2 separate regions of the Rattus norvegicus genome follow, and region 1 is linked to region 2. A link is a contact called in public Hi-C data. All regions are on one chromosome and are shown on one strand. The core of a region is the stretch at or near the end of the contact, and the rest is flanking DNA. Distances in the headings are between cores, read along the strand shown. Region 1 overlaps Mbnl2 (muscleblind-like splicing regulator 2). Region 2 holds the start of Mbnl2 (muscleblind-like splicing regulator 2).

Region 1 (3,529 bases), core at 288-2,787, 61 kb after region 2:
AGCTGCTCTGATAAAATGTGTATGGCCTTTCTGGCTCCCTGTTTCTCAGCATCCCTGTATTCTATAGTAAATATCAGCACTACAGGTTCTGCACAAATATGGCTCCTTGGTTTACATCCCAGTAGGCATTTGTACGTCCTGTTCAGTGGTTGTGGCTGTTCCAACAGGAAGGATACATGGAGGCTTGCCTCAAGTGCCATTTGAAAGCTACTAAAATGAACAGAGTGGGCTAGGTTTGTGGCTCAGTGGTGACGTGCATGTATAGCACACATGAATTTCAAGGTTTGACTCCCAATAAAGCACGTGCGTGTGCGTGCGCACACATACACACAGTCACACACACAGAGACACACAGACACACAGACACACATACACACATGCACACACACAGACACACACACAGACATACACACAGACACACACACGCACACAGACACACATGCACACGCACACACACACATAGACACATGCACACACACACATAGACACATGCACACACACAGACACACACACGCACACAGACACACAATCACACACACAGAGACACACAGACACACACATGCACACACACATGCACACACAATGCACACACACATACACACATGCACACACACACACACACACACACACACACACATGCACCGGTGGAGAGGAGGCAGTGAGTGGTGTTTTGGGTCACCAGTGGGGCATCTGTATTGTTATACAAACTGAACGTTACAGACCAAGACTGGCATTTGATCATGTTTGTTGTTTGTTGTTTGTTTTGTTTATTTTTTTCTTTTTTACCAGTCCTTCTAAACCTAGAACACTGACCTACGTTTTTCCGTGATGTTAGATTCATTCAATTCAAAAGTTATCATTACTTTTTTAATTCTGAGGTTTTTCTTTCCTTCTCCTTGCTTTCCCGATTACTGGGGGGGGGGGGGGTCTCCTTCTCCTTTTCCAGATTACTTTAATTCTCTCTTTTTTTTTCTGTGGAGCCATCATCTTTGCATGACATTGCTCTTTCTTTTTAGTGCCCTGCTGGGGCAGACACCATGCCCAGCTCTTAGTAAAGAGCACTGCTCCATGAATTCAAAGGCCAGGATCTGCCCCTCTGTTCGTCCTGCCATGAAATGCATACACCATAAGCTCTCTTCTGTGTGTCACACATGCTAGAAGTGTTCTGTTAATTTAAAAAAAAAATCATTGTTAGACTCTGTGTTACCTGAGAGGTCTTTAGAAATCCCTCAGGAAGGTTCCTGTTAGTAAATAAGGAGAGGGTGACCCGTCGAGCCAGTACATTTCCATTTTAGAATGGGAGGCACTCCCAGATTTCCACTTTAGAATGGGAGGCACCCCCTACCTTCACTACAGAGACCCTGAAACATGGGATGTGTTTGTCCCTGAATACTGGAACAAACGCTCAGGAAACCTAAGGCAGTTGTCCGACAATGCCAAGTGTCTACCATGCCAAGGGGCACAGTCCTAGAGCACAGTCCTGGAGTCAGGGTTGCTTGGCTGGGGCTACGTCAGCAGTGAACTTAACCTGTCCTACAGTCTCCCCAGGAACTGACCCTATTAATGCTAAGTAGCATATTCTTTCCACTTGGATTGATTCAGTGTCTTCCGGCTCAAAGATTACAGTGCAGATGTATCACTCTTTCAGCACTGTCATGACCAAGAACAACACCACACTCTGAGGACAGCTCCTCCCCCTGAGAGCTGACCTTTCTGAGATTCCCAAGCGGGGAGAGAGAGAAGGTGTCAGCCTGTTTCTTTGTAGTCACACTTAGGGTGGCCACCCTGCCCCACCAACTAGAATTTTAGTGCTGTGACTGACAAGACCGTTTTTTTCTCACAGCCTGAGGCCGAATACCCATGCTGAGGATTAAGCCTTACAGCACGCGGGGTGAAGGATTAGAAAATACTTCCAAGGCCTTAACCTCATTAAGGCCAAAGAGTCAACTCTCCACATGTTTTCATTTCGTTTAAAGTATTATCATCTTCCCAGGGCATTTCTTTTAAAAACCAGAATAGTGCATCTGGCTTTTTGACTGAAAGTGTTATTAGCTGCTCAAGACACATGAATAACCCAGCGCTGGGAAGACGGTCCAGTGGGCGAAGTGCTTCCTGAACATGAAGGAAGGTCTGAGGTATTCCCATCAATCATGTAAAAGTCAGGTGTGATAAACATGTATGATTCTAACACCAGGTTGGTGGAAACAGGAATGCTTAATTTATTTTTGGACAGGCGCTCGTTCACTAGACTGACTGACTACAAAGTCCTAGTCTCAAATTAAATTAAATTAAATTAAATCAAATTAAATCAATGAATAAGGCCAAACAATGACTGAGAAATGTTACTTTGTGTTAACCTCAGGCCTTCAATGTACACGGGTGCACCCTACTCAAAAGATACATTTATCATCATTTTCAAAATAGGAAGCTCTCCCATGGTGAATGCAATATATGTAAGTTGTTCTTAAGTATCTATCCAATTCAGGCTCAAATCTCATATGAAGGCGTATTTCAGGCGCTCCTAGCCCTTAGGAAAATCATTAATGATACCAAAGAGATCGTTTCCACACCTGCCGCGAAACTCAGTTCTGACCCAGATGCTCGGAATCTAAAATTAATCATCTGCAGGCTCCATTGGAGACTGCTAATTCACGGAGCCCTGCTTTCATTCCCATTGGGAATCCGGCTTTTTACAGAAGCCACAACATCTGGAAAATGCTGGGTAATAAACGGCCTTCTTAATGAGGAATTCCAGTCCAACCAGTGTGTTCTAACTGGAATGTGAAGCCAGGAACAAAGAAACTTCACTTCCTGGAGAATTAGACACCTGTATTCGTTTAAACGTTCTGTGAACAATCATTTAGGCCCTCCGAAGAGCCACAAGCGTGGTATTGGGTTCCTGAACGAAAGCTGGGGACCTTATTCTCAGAGTTGCGATTGTTCTGGAGAAACAATGACAGCCTAGCCCAACACAAGATCAGAACAGGTTGAAATAGACACCAGGCCAGGAGAGCTGCTGAGCAGACACACCATCCACCCTCCCTGTGACCTTGGCTTTGTTTGATTTGCAAACATAAGCAAACCTTAGCACTTGCTATTCCTTCTAAGCGCACCCACTAAAACAAAAGGGAGCCCAGGCTCAGCCAATCCCGCACACCCAGCGACTGAATTGCTCTTTGTCCAAATAAACTCTGTAAGCTTTTATTGTCCTTCTTGGGTTTACTTTTTAACAAAAGAAAATAACCATAACTTATCAAAGGCACTATTCATTCATGAACCCCTGAGTGTCCACAGTGTGAGTGCCCTTGAACCAGGCATTAGAAATTAGTTTTTGACCTCGTGTGCTGTCATTCTATTGGGGGGAAGCATGCAAGTCAACCAGATACAGGTTTCTTTCCCTTCTGGAATATATTTCTTGTTTCCCACTTTCTGTTTCAATGGAAAAGAAGCAAGGAATTCCAATGGAAATAACATCATTAAGGACAGTGCTATTATGCAGGCATGATGGCTAGGGAGCTGCTTCCTTCAA
Region 2 (3,524 bases), core at 87-2,586:
TAAAATCAAGAGGAATAAAACAAGGTATTCTATTGAAGAATCGGTCCACAAGTCACAAGAAATGCTGTGTTTTACGAACGAAAACATGAAACTTAAAAACACTTAAATCATTACATCCTGCCCTGATGCTCCCTTCCAGATGCATTCATTAAACAGTTGCTCATAAAAAAAAAAATTAGAGAGTTAGGCTCACTCTTTCAGATGAATAGGGTCTTTGTTTTTGCCTGGAGTTGGTCACGGGACCATCATACTTAATTTTTAAGATCCAAAACGTTGTGTTTTGTGGAAGGAAAATGTGTGCTTATTGTGTTTTCTAAATGCCGTATGTTTTTGTTTTTTTGTTTTCAAAGCATGCAGAAACGCTGTTGACTGGGGAGGAAAAAAAATAATCGTTTCAGTTCTTTCTTTTTTTCCCCCTTGCTTTATCTTGGGGGAATCTCTGGCATCTGTGGGTCAACCTTTGCAGACTGAAAATGGAGGATGTCCCTTAGGTCAGTGCCAAGTGTATTCAGCAGTAAACGCCCTCCCACAGTCATTGCGGCACTAAGGACAGGATAGCCAACGTATGAGTATTTATCAAATGGCATCTAAGAAGGTTAAAACACAGTTAATCCCCCAGTGGGTGCCAGCCAAGAGCCTCAAAGCTTAATGTAGAGATATCAATTCCGTCGTTCAGCATCCCCTCACTGAAGTCTCTAGTGCTCTGGAAACTTAGATGGAAAATATATGGGTTCCAGTAAGTGGCCACTGCAGTGACAGCTCTCCAGAAAAGCTGTGTGCTGAGGCTTCAAGCATGGTCTTCAGTGTGTACTCCAACTTGCTTATAGCCTCCCTCAGTCACGGTGGTTGCATGCAAATGTTTCGTAAGGTATCACTTTCCATGACAAACACTGAATTATTGTCTCACATATGAATAAGAACATCTCTATCCATACGCTTTCTCAAACGCCATAAGACTTTCAGTTTGGGATCCAATTGGATTCCTTGGCCATCTTAGGAGTTTCGTGATTCCCGGAGTGTTTATGATGCAACTCCCGGCTCCGGGCTGGGTGTCTCGAAGCGTATTTGTCTGAGCTACCCTACCCCTCTCTGTGCTCTGCCAATTATGTGCCACTTTGTCTCGGAGCTATGACTGCTTTCCTCGGAGAGGGAGATCCCTCTTCCATCAGTATGGACGCACTGTTTTCAGAGCCTGCCAGCGCCGTGTTGCTGTGTCAGTCATCCTATGAGGACCAGTTTCAGACGAGGAGGGCTGACGAGCTGGCTGGGGATTGGCCGGCTGCGTATGGGCGGGGCCTGTGGGAAGGAAGGGCTGCAGCTCACAGCAACAGAGTTTAGACTGTCTTTGCTTCATCATCTGAAGGTAAAATTTTCCAGCCACGGCCGGCGGCTCGCAGAGTACAATAAACAGGGACGGAGAACTATTTGCATGGACCCCCCTTCCTCATGATGCGGTGGAGAAGCCGCGGCCACTCGGTCCTGCCAGATGTTCTTGGGGTTACTGTACAAGGGGAGGACGAGCAGAGCTAAACAAGGTAGGAGAAACAACCCCCCTTCCCCATTTTTTTTTTTTTTTAATGTTTAAAGAGTTTGCTGCAGTATGCTGCATTCCATGTGTGTGCTTAGGGAAGCCAGGGAGACCGATTCCACTAATTCGAGCGGAATACTCGCAGGAAACCCTGGAGTTTTACGTAACATTCGGATTTGAGAACAAGAAATGGCAAAGCTGGAATCTACGCCGCCCGTTTAGGGTGAGGCATAAAAACCGAGGTTTCTATTTATTTATTTAAGGGGCAGATCCATTTGCTATTATTGTTTTTTAATCCTCTGAAAGATCCAGGTCAGTATTTTCTTAAGATAATCGAGGTTTTTACGGCCAGAGTGGGCTACAGAATAAAGTTTACATGTTTCCTGTTCTTTGGAAACACACTTGAAATTGAGAATTTAAAAAAAAAAAAAAAAGAAAATCATGGTGAACAATCATCGGTTGAACGCCTGGGACCAAAATATGTCTGTTTCTTGGAAACTGGGGGCCACCCTGGTGCTACAGGGCAATGGCTTTAATTGAGTTTCAAAAGCACATTTTAAGCACCGAGGCAGAATGTGAGGTAGCTTCCTGGCTGGTCTTAGGCACTGTAGTTCAGTGTTTACATTGCTTTTCCTGGCAGCCTCCGTCTTTGTTTCCAGCTTAAAAGTGGGACCATTATGTTCAAAAGTAAAGCTGGGTTAATAATGCTTACTGCAATTATCTGATCTGTATGCATTTTTAATGAGAACACACAGCCAGCAGAATAATTTAATGAGAGCAGGCTAGCTTTTAAAGCTGGGCTCTCACTATGCCCAGCCAGATCAACTTTCTTGCCGAGAAGCAGCGGCTAGAAAGGTTGAAGCAGATTTATTTTTAACACACTTGGCCCAGGAGAAGGAAAGGCTCTCTCAGTGTTAAAGATTCTTTCTGCCCTTTTCCGTTTTAAATTTCTGCCAGGCCTGAGGAAACCGAGCTTTTTTGTTAGGCCTTGGAAGCATGTGTTTACAATAAATGTGTAACATTTTTAGAATAGTTAGCAAGCACTGAAGCGAAGGGAAAAAAAAAAAAACTTGCCTAACTGCCACCTCCGTGAATGTTCCAGTGAATGTTCCAACGGTCTTCAAAAGGCCTTACTGTCTCTTTAAAAGACAAAGATTAAGTAGGAAAATGTCTGTTAGGGCATATGTGTATTTAGGCAGCAACGAGGAACAAAAATTAAACAAGAGACATTTTTACCATCTATGTAAGAGGAAGTTTCTTCCTCTCTTTTGCTCCCTTCTGAGGGACAGCAGCACTGTTCATTTAAATAAGGGCAATGCCACGTAGATTCTTCTAGACCCACGGTTTTTACTTTCAAGGAGAAGTGCAGGACACTAGCCCAGAACTCCTGACGTCATCCCCCAACTATTTCTGCTGTGTGTTCTTTTATTCAGCTTGTGGAGAGGAATATTTCTCTATGTCCAGGCCAGGAACATTCGAACTCCCAGTTGGCAGGACTTGAGTTATGCCTTCCCATTTAAACTCACAGCCTATCCATCCCCCTTCACAGGCCAAATAGGGCAACTTCTCCTACCTGCCTGCCTGCCCAGGTTTTCTGCCAGCTTCTCTGGCTTGGCCAGTGCAAAGCCTTGGCCTCTGAGCTGAATTTCACTTTCTTTCTGGCCTCTCTTAGCTGCGTGGCTTGGCAAGGCTACCTGTGTGGCCTATCCCAGGGGGGCCAATGCCAGGGGGGCGCAGCTGGGGGGTCCACCCCAGGGGGACCCAATCCCAGCTCCCCTGGAACCATTATCTAAGGCCCGGGATATGCTACCAAGTTCAAGGTTGATTGGATGGTGGGTGACAGCTGCTTTCATAGATACAGCACCTCGTCCTAAGGCAGATGGCTCAAAGGAAATAAAATACAACACTGCCTGCTGTTAACCCTGTGTCACAGGTGGCACTTTTGTAACACCCTTGATTGTACGATCGGGAGAAAGGTTAGTGTTTATTGAGGTTC

Evidence for each region. Hi-C and Micro-C count contacts between places; a contact is called where the count stands out from the background.
Region 1: a Hi-C map of kidney shows a contact between it and region 2, with 1.5 times the contacts expected there. The contact joins the enhancer-like site here to the promoter of Mbnl2 in region 2. A contact is called at or near these places in 4 of 12 Hi-C or Micro-C datasets (the A7r5 cell line, kidney, liver and 1 more).

Annotation. Positions count from the first base shown.
Region 1 is chr15:103,851,469-103,854,997 of GRCr8, forward strand. All of the region lies in intron 2 of Mbnl2 (muscleblind-like splicing regulator 2), which reads left to right. Among named protein-coding and RNA genes, the nearest start is that of Mbnl2, 61 kb to the left of the region's middle. Within about 2 kb of position 1,538, at least 33 of the 93 cell types and tissues checked have an H3K27ac peak or open chromatin away from gene starts, as enhancers often do. A contact at or near this core is called in kidney, where this site is marked.
Region 2 is chr15:103,790,852-103,794,375 of GRCr8, forward strand. Mbnl2 (muscleblind-like splicing regulator 2) reads left to right here and starts at 1,337. Exons shown (of 9, transcript NM_001111064.2): 1 at 1,337-1,535.